2 separate regions of the Bombyx mori genome follow, and region 2 is linked to region 1. A link is a contact called in public Hi-C data. All regions are on one chromosome and are shown on one strand. The core of a region is the stretch at or near the end of the contact, and the rest is flanking DNA. Distances in the headings are between cores, read along the strand shown. Region 1 holds the start of RpS10 (ribosomal protein S10). Region 2 holds the start of LOC101745384 (97 kDa heat shock protein).

Evidence for each region. Hi-C and Micro-C count contacts between places; a contact is called where the count stands out from the background.
Region 2: a Hi-C map of middle silk gland shows a contact between it and region 1, with 3 times the contacts expected there. The contact joins the promoter of LOC101745384 here to the promoter of RpS10 in region 1. A contact is called at or near these places in 2 of 7 Hi-C or Micro-C datasets (middle silk gland and whole pupa).

What each region holds. Positions count from the first base shown.
Region 1 is chr13:6,720,895-6,726,092 of ASM3026992v2, forward strand. RpS10 (ribosomal protein S10) reads right to left here and starts at 2,601. Exons shown (of 4, transcript NM_001044059.1): 1 at 2,575-2,601; 2 at 2,188-2,399; 3 at 1,153-1,399; 4 at 644-706. The coding sequence starts at 2,387. The coding sequence ends at 671. It overlaps LOC101738577 (splicing factor 3A subunit 2), which reads left to right and starts at 3,262. Exons shown (of 3, transcript XM_038014924.2): 1 at 3,262-3,701; 2 at 3,776-4,039; 3 at 4,233-4,637. The coding sequence starts at 3,548. The coding sequence ends at 4,600.
Region 2 is chr13:7,585,742-7,590,418 of ASM3026992v2, forward strand. LOC101745384 (97 kDa heat shock protein) reads right to left here and starts at 2,240. Exons shown (of 16, transcript XM_062671764.1): 1 at 2,131-2,240; 2 at 1,898-2,039; 3 at 744-984; 4 at 287-428; 5 at 58-194. The coding sequence starts at 2,013. All of the region lies in intron 1 of LOC134199970 (a long non-coding RNA gene), which reads right to left.

The DNA of each region.
Region 1 (5,198 bases), core at 1,351-3,850:
ACTCAGTGGGCTGTGTCGGAGTTAATTCGCTCGTCGAGCCCTTCGTCACAAGCGACGGGTTCGACGAGGACGGTGATCGGGCAACCACTAGAATAAGCTCACGGTATATGCAAGAATCACTAATCAAATCAATGAGGCAGTTAAGTACTACTATATTGCTCACAAGGATTGAGAAGGAACTCACACTAGTTTCTTAACATGCTGAATGCTGTGGCCCACCAATGGGCCTAGTGTACTATACCATTCAGGCCAAGCCAAAATCAGGGAATTAGTAATTTTTATCAACTTCAATTCGATAATTTGCACGGAAGGTAACAATTAGCAACTTTTAGCGCCTAGTTCTTAAGACATTTTAAAATAACTAAAACTTTCTATTGGATTTGAAAACAAAGACATTTGGCTCAGTTAAAGGCCGCGCGGCTCACTTCCGTACGCGATTTGTTTTATAGCTGCAATCTGTAGCTTGTTTACGTAGGTTACGTGTGAAGTGTTTACGTAGTGATGGGTGATCCTCATGGCCCGAATGGTTCAGTAAGATAGGGCTCAGCAGACCATCAGAGTACTTTCAGATACAATCAGATATTATGAAATATATATATTTTTAAATACAAAACTTAGTTCCATCCAAAAAAACACCATTGACTTATTTTAAGTTTTTTTATTGCTTAAATTATGAAGCAGGCCTGCCACGTCCATAGCCTCCCTTCTGCAAATAGAAATATTTTCTTTGAATAATTTAGGCAATTAATATTTAAATATAATAAAACACAAAGCAACAAAACTGGTTTCAGACATGCTTTCTTCTCAACAAAACAAGCAAATTTTGTTGGTTTAACCCGATGGGACCTGTAGTTATGTGATAAACATATTTCAGGATTGTTTCAGATCATAAAATATTGTCACAGACCCTCTTAAAAAGTCTAAAACTTTTTCGAAAAGAGTACCAGGTAATCCAACATATTTAGTTAATATACATACAATACAACTAGTTCAAACACATTAATGAAGAATTACAAAAATAAATTTGTATTTTCATATTATAAGCATGTCGGATAACAGGAGTAGATTTTACTGAAGTCTACTGTATGTTTCAGGTGCTTGTAACTTTTCAATCCAGTCTACAATTATACGGCACAACAATATAGGACTTACAAATTCAAGATCAGCTGAGCCTGGACCAACATCAGCCTTTTTATCATGAGGTGCAACACCAGGGGCAGCAGGAGTACGTCTGTATGCAGATCTGTCCTCAGCAGAGCGGGCTGGGGCATCAGGACGACCAACAGGGCCACGGCGTACTGTCTCTGTACGTACTGAGCGCTTAAGTGTTGCAGGCACAATTTCAGGAGGAAGGTGCAAGAATATTCTCAAGTATTCAATACCCTCATTGGTTAGGTACCTGAAGAAAATTTTAGAAAAAATATTTATAAAAATTAAGGTTAGACAAAGAAATAGTAGATTTTATTTAGTGCCCAGATGTGTTTAGGGGTCACTAGATCCCATAAATATAAACAAGAATGCCATTTGCCTTAAGACATGAGCTCAGTCTCAACTTTATAGTGCAACAGGTGTCCCCCTCCCCTCAAACTGGAACCCAGATGAAGCCGGAATACAAAGGCGGTTTACAAAATACCCCAATACCAGTAGAGTTCAGATTGAACACTTAGAGAACACCAATATCCATTTTTCACTAAAACCTTAAGTTGCAATTTATGAAATCCAGAAGAGATGCAGTGTTGATATTACGGGTTGACACCACACAAGACACGATATGAGAATTAAATAATCCATTGAAAAGGTAAGTGATCTAAACAAAAATGTCTAAAATCAACAACATCAGATGTTTAAAGGTTGGTATTTCTCTGAAGGTAAGCAGCTTTTTTTTCAGATTCGTCATTTTGGTTGACAAAAAAAAGTTATTAGTGAAATTAATTTAATGCGCCAAACAATTCATATTATTATTAATGTGTACTCTATTGCACACCTAAACAACAGACATTGATTGACAGATATAAGTTAATCTCAATATTTAACATTCTCAACAAATTGTTAAAAGGTATAAAATATTAGTGTTTATATTAAATTAGTGTAGTTGATACAGAATTCTATGAGAATCGTATCATTACATTAAATCTATGAAAATTACGACAAATAATAGACAACACATGAAACATAATAAATATCTACCAGTAAAAGTGCCTCCAGGCAAACTGTTCTTTGACATAACCTCTGGACTTGAGTGATTGCATAGCTTTGATAACTTGGAGGTTAGGAATCTTCTCTAGTTCAGTATGCTTCGGTGCATGATAGTCTTTTTTGGCCACCATGACTCCCTCTTTAAAGAGGTACTCATAAATAGCAACACGGTTTTGTTTGGGCATCAACATCTTGAAAGCCGCCTAAAACAACAAATTATTGGGTTAAGACATACAAGTGAAAAAAACGTAGCACTTCTTGAAATATATTCATCACAAGATTACGCAATAACTTTTTTCTTCACTTATAACACTTATAATAAGTAATATGCACTGATTAATGTATTTAAGATCGATTTTATAAGAAAAACTGTACTACCTGTAGGCTAACTTAACACAGAAAAGAGCAAGGGGATTGAAGGGAAGTTTGTTGAAAGCTGTCAACTGTCAAATAGCAATCAATCGACAATCATCAACTTTGAATTCATACAGCCAAATCTTTTGTAGGGAAGACATAATATGAATATTAACTGAAATGTAAAATTGGAATGAATGGAATGAAATGACTAAAGGAAACGAAATTCAATGAGATGTTGTGTGTGTGTTTATATGAGCGCGCGCGTGCATGCATGTGTTAAAGTGAGTTTCGTCGAAATGAGGTTATTTCATTTAATTTCATTGAACACCTACAAATGTTTTACATCCATGTTGTTTTATTTCCATTAAATAGTGTCCGACTAACTTTTCATACTCGTACAAGAGACATACTTTAAGCGCTTACTACAGCAGATTTTGCTTGTAGTCAACATATCGTTTGTAGTAGCATAAAAAATGAAGAAAATTTATCAGTTACTTCATTTACTTTCATCCCAATTGATTAAAGTCTCAGATTACAGATTTCGTTTCGTTTCGATTCATGTCATGCTTCTTAATAATCAACTTCATTTCATTTCATAATATCATTTTTCATGGCCGTTTTCCATTTACCATTATTTAATGGTAGTTTTCTAATTACACAGAATAATCCGACTCAGTGACGCACAATGCCGAATTATGCGGAAGCTTAGTTGAGCATTATGCCGTATAATGCGCTCTTGTGCTGTAATTGGAAAACGGCCCATATAGAGAAAAGTTTTCATTAAAATTAAAATAAGACTTGACCTAAAGGTCTTAGTAACCAGGTCATAAAATCCCTTAAAAAAAATCAATTCATGTCATCAAATGTCATGTTAGGTTATATTAATTACAGAGCAGACTACGAATTTCAATTTAATTTAATGTCAAAGTTTAACTACTTTGTCAACTGGACAATTAATATTCTAAGCTTAAAATAAGTGTTACTTTTAATTAAAATGGATTTTCAAAATCGCCCTGGCGGTAAAACTGGTGGAGGAGGTGTAGCGTCATGGTCGGAAAGTAACAGAGACCGGCGGGAGAGATTACGACAGCTTGCACTAGAAACAATAGATTTAAACAAAGATCCATATTTTATGAAAAATCATTTAGGTGAGTAATAAACGTTAGTTATAACTTCAACATGTTAACCTCGTTCACTTCACAAACGTAAACTTCATTTTTAGGGTCCTATGAATGTAAACTTTGTTTAACCCTGCATAACAATGAGGGAAGTTATTTGGCTCACACGCAAGGGAAGAAGCATCAAGCCAATTTGGCACGTAGAGCTGCAAAGGAAGCCAAAGAAGCGCCTCAACAGCTTGCCCCGGAAAAACCTAGAATTGAACCTAAGAAATTTGTGAAGATTGGTAGACCTGGTTACAGAGTAACAAAACAGAAAGATCCTGAAACTGGACAGCAGAGCTTGCTCTTCCAAGTAGATTATCCAGGTACAGTCATTTCAATGATTATGAAAAGTGAAATTGAAATAAAAGTAGTTTAAATAGGTTTTCTTTTACAATTATTATATTTCTAATCTTTTACTCTTTAAAATTTATTTTAAGTCATTTAGATGAAATAATTCTTATTAACCATACTAAAAAGAGGAACAGATATTCAAATGCTGTGTAATATTTTTTTTAGAGATTGCAGAGGGTGTTATACCTAGACATAGATTTATGTCTGCTTATGAACAGAAGATTGAGCCTCCAGACCGCAGATGGCAGTATTTGTTATTTGCAGCAGAGCCTTATGAAACTATTGCATTTAAAGTCCCTAGCAGAGAAGTTGAAAAGCATGATTCAAAATTCTGGACTCATTGGAACAAGGACACAAAGCAGTTCTTTTTGCAGTTTGCATTTAAGATGGATCAGTTACGCATGCCTCCCCCCCATCCCAAAATGTGGGAGGGTCATAGCATGAGGTTGCCTCCACCTCCTGGAGCACCGATGTTGGGAGTACCACCGCCACCACCATTATTACCAGTGCCCCCACCACCACCCTCTATGTAATTAGTTGATATTTTTCCAATAAAGTTTTTGACATACATTTAATTTAATTTCATTAATTAACACTCTTTTCTGTTCAATTATGGTCTTTTTGTACTTTAATGTCAAGATGTTTTTAAACGAAAATACAAAAATTTCCAATATACATAAAAAAAATTATTGCTAACGATTGTGTCTTGACTTCAATTCCTGTAATAGGTCACCAGTAAGTAACCCTTAATGCCATGTAGGATGTGAGCTTGCATTCCAAATAGTCTTTTGATACCTACTTTGAGTTTGTAGGAAGTGTGATTAGCATAATAATGTAGCTTTTAGGAATGCGTTGGGTATCTTATCCTCTTGACCATGATGACTTTTCTTAAGAATCCTTAGTAGGAACATATTACTTCAGTCCTGGGTTTACCTAGTTCTACCTCCTTGGTGTGTTTAAATGTTATTTAAAAAAAGTGTTTAGAATGGTAATAAAAAGGGAGTTTTTCATTAAAAGATATATATGTCATAACTATGATAAAAGCTTTTTCTTTTCAATTTCGTACAAATATCTCAATTCCAATTTGAACAACTTATCTTTGTCTATGTCTTTTACAAATCGTTTTCACAC
Region 2 (4,677 bases), core at 990-3,489, 860 kb after region 1:
CATTTATGTTATTGTTTTTTTTTTGTGCTAATTGTATTATGTATATCAAATATTTACCTGTAAAGAACTGTGACCAAAGTCGACAAAGACAACATTTCGTGGTTTCTCTTCAGCACCAGGAAGATCTTGTTTATAAATTCCATAAGTTAAAGCTGTCGCAGTTGTCTCGTTCATGAGGCGCAATACATTAAGACCTGATATGACAAAAAAAACATGCAGGTCATAAGTATATAAATAAATAAATATAAAGTCCATTTTGAATACTTCTTCATAAAAAAGTACTAACCAGCAATACCAGCGGCATTCAAAAGAGCATTTCTTTCAGCATTCGTGAAATAGCTGGGAACAGATATCACACAGTCGTTGATTTGAGTCTGTAAAGCTGTTGCTGCAACATCTTTTAGTTTTGTCAACAACATGGCTGTTATCTGTAAAGAAAACTAATATTAGTAACACTTAAATAATGGTGAATTAAGAGAGAAAAACATTATCAGTGTCCATATGGACGTGTACGGGTCTGATCTCAAGCTCTCTCGTTTCAATTATTTCTTCATTTCCAGAAACTACAAAGTGTTCCACCAGCCTTTTCCAGAAGAGTCTTTAATTCATAAATCTATCAATTGTTGTATTGTTTTATGGTATGTTTTGTATATCTCATAATAATTTAGTACTTTTGTCATTTTGGGTAATAAATACAAGTGACAGCTCAAAACAGATTATCAAACTCCATAGAATATACATACCTGCTCAGGGGTAAAGACATTGTCTTCATTGAGGTAGTTGACTCTTATTCCAATACCGCCATCAGACCTCTGTTCAACCTTGAAAGGGAAATGTTTTAATTCTTTTTGAACAAGAGGGTCTGAAAATTTTCTTCCCAGAAGTCGTTTGAAACCAAATACAGTATTCTTCATATTGGTCACCATTTGGTTCTTGGCTGCCACACCCAATATTCGATTCTTTTGTGAAAAAGCAACACATGATCTAAAAATAAATTAACTTTTACATTACATACACAATAAAATTTTTTTCAAGATTAACTTCCTAGTTGTTTCTGGGAAATAACAAGAAGAGAATAAAATCTAAATTAATTAAAGCTCTAAAAAATATTTATTATCACAGACAAGAATCAATTAATGTGAACTTTTTTTTAAATAAATGAAGCTTAACCAATTTCTTTTTTTTCAATTTAGGTCAAATATTTTAGTTACAATGTTTTACGGCTACTTTTTTCATAGACATCAGCAATAATACTAGTACAGGTTCAGCCAACCAACGGCCAGGCAGGGTTCTTTTCAAAGCTCATTTAATAAATGACAAAATAGAGAAATCAGAAAGAAACTAAATATAGAAATTAAAGACAATTAAGGAAACAAAATAAAATGAGGACACCACCACTACTGTGCATGTCAACAGTAAGCACTTGTGGACACTACAGTGTTACTGAAATATTGATTGATTACTCAAATTACTAGTGCGGTGTTTGACCCTGACCTGTATTAGATTCTATATTTTATATGTGTTATAATGATAGATATATAATTTATATTAGTGTTTAAGTGGTATATGGTTCACATTGGTGAAAATGGAAGCATCCTTTATTTCATAAACTTTATTCCTGAATAGATCAGACCTGGGGCCTGAAATTTTAAAATCTATGTTTCTTTGGATTTGCACTAATGATATGTGATAAATAATCATTTTTCATTACTTAAAAATGATGAAGAGAGCAGTATTTAAAAAAGGTATTATGAAAAAAAAAAGCACGTAATGAAATGTCGAAATAGGGTCTATTGTATGACATGCAATAAATCAACTTTCCGAAAAACCCTTCAAAAATACATTTTTATGATTTGGTTAGAGCATGTTTAATATATTTAATGAATATAATACATACGGTGTCCCTCGAAGACTGTAATCATTGGCTATTGTCTCTATCCCACCTGCTTTAGCCACAGCAATATAGCAGGATTCATTACCAAAATCAATTCCAATGACGGACATAGCAGCCATTGTGATAGACAAATTTTCTTATTTCACTGAAAAAATACTCAATTACAAGTATTTGCTCATAAATTGAGTTATTTCAAAAACAAGTTGCTGAGGTTGACAATTGCTTGATATAACTACCTATCGTTAAATTGTTCACAAAAACGTCGAACGCCGGTTTGTCACCGCATTGCACTTCGTCGATCTTACACGAATTTTCTAGAAGTTGAAATGGAAATCGATATTATTTTACGAAATCGATTTAAAAAATATGTCGATTGTCAATAATTATGATTCTTAAATTACTTAATTATTATTTATTATTATAATCTATATTTATTCAAAATCTTATTTATTATCTTCTTCTTCTTTCTTCCTATTTGTACACTCTTGACAGAGTGGTCGTGGTCATGCATCAGTTGGATACGACCTGCTCATGACTCTCGTGGGAAATTAGTGCAGTGGTTTCCCGTTGCCTTCTGCACTAGCATTTTAGGGGGTATTTGATCCCCAAGGTTTCTGACGCCTCTTCCGTACTTCCTTATTTATTATACATTATTTAAAAAAAAGAAGTTAAAGGTACAATTTATAAAAAACACTATATAAAAATAGATTGCCGCTGAAGGCGGTGTCTACGACACAAGCCACCAGTGGTTAGGATTCTAGAATTAAAACCTCCTCACAATACGCGCAGTATCGAGGGTAATTGACTTCTGTATCAGGTCCCTAGCCCAGCTGGGTTTTTTCCCGGGCCGCTGACCGAGCCTCCTACGAGGTCTCTGCGCCTAAGAAGGTGCGTGTGGTATGTGGGATTTGACCATTTGCCATTTGGTCAAGTCCCACATACAGGATCACATCCCACAGGAGCAGACCGCGGGCCCAAGGACGGTTTAGGACCCTACCGCACTAAACTTTAGTATTTATTTATATTGTTGTATATATTCTATAGCTGTGCAAACTCAAAAGTCTATCAATTAGTAATTATGGCCCAGTACTTTGTAAAGTGCCGACAGCCACACCACTACGATGACCATCGATATTTGCTAAGATCAATGGGAAAATAAGATTTTGAACTTATCGAACTTCACCTCAAAGACAAACTTCCTGCTCCTATGACAGCTAGTTCCAATTTTGTCTGGCAAGATGGATAGGCTTCACTGAAGTATGAAACCTGTCTATGATAGGATTGTAATAATTATGAGTATCACCTTAGATCACAAACAACGTGTTTCATTTAATAAATTACGCTAAAGCCTGGAGTAAAGTTTGCCAGTACCGAGCTCTGTTGCGCACTGCGTATGAGAAATGTTGTGTTAGACTATAGTGTCTAATACATAGGCCGCAACCAGATTAATCAACAGAGATGAGGGCCCTCTAATGATTTGACGCCCCCAAAACAGAATGGTACCAAGTCTCATGGCTTTTTTCCCCAAAAACTATATTAAATTTATACATTTCAAAGTTTCAGGAATCGAAAAAATCGAGGTCAATAATATCGCTTTACAAATTGATATCGGTGGTTTGGGCTTTTATTGATGTGAAAGCAATACATACGAGATAATATGTAATATCAAAGAGTAATCAGTTAGCTTGTACTTTTTTCTTACAAGCTGGTAGCTTTTAGAGGCTATGCCAACGTAACCCAACGAGTAGGTGAGCTTAAGGGGCTCTAACCTGTGCACATTGCTAACAATAGCCCTAGCAAGAGCAGTGCTTCGCAGAATCTACCACCAGATCGGAAACGCGACCCACTGAGGAGATCCGGCGAGAAACTCAGTGCGCTGTGTCTGCTAATTTACTCGCCGAACCCTACAAGCGACGGGTTCAACGAGAACGGTGGCTGGTGCTTGAGATACCTAAAAGCACCGTTAGTGGCTCGGGAGGATCCGAAATGACGTGTTTAAGGCCACGTCGACTGTTTACCATTTGATCACCGGTTACCGGTGGCCAAAACAAGAGAGTTTTCGTGTCGTGCCACCATCTCAAAGTGACGCACTGATGCCGACTGAAACTTACTGATGGAGTCAAGCTCCAGATCGTCGTGGAGACCCACGTTCTTCATGAACCACGGTCCTTCGACGGCTATCTTGTGAAAACAGGATTGAATGATTTGAAGGGGTTTTAAATTAGTGCGGGCTGCGTGTGCGAGCACTAGACTTGCATAGTTCATAACCAGGCGTATGCAAGTTTTGTTGAGTGTCACCTTATTGCGAAGGGACAATTTACTTCGCTTACAAATCATCGAACGGAGCGTTCTAGTATGAACGTGGCTCGGTTGCGTACCGTTTTTATACAGACAGACCAACCTAAGATCATCATCTATCGAGTTTGTGGTTGATAAAGTGATAATGTAATTATATACATTTTTCTGGGTGTGTCAATTAATTTAACAACAAATTAAACATCTGAACCCAAGATAGTTTTCAGCAAAATTCTACATTCTATCCAGAACATAAAAAACTTTGAATCGATTTTCATTTGCATATAACAAATTTTTATGAATTCATTGATATCGATTTAAATTAACCTTTTTTGGCACCGATTATTCGCCTAATTGATCTCAATTCGGCATTTCAAATTTTAAAAATAAATGTAGGTAGATAATTTTTTTAAAGATTTTGTCTTGAATTGATCCATGTTACTCCATAGATACTATAAAAAGTAATTCTACATATATAACGTAGTGAT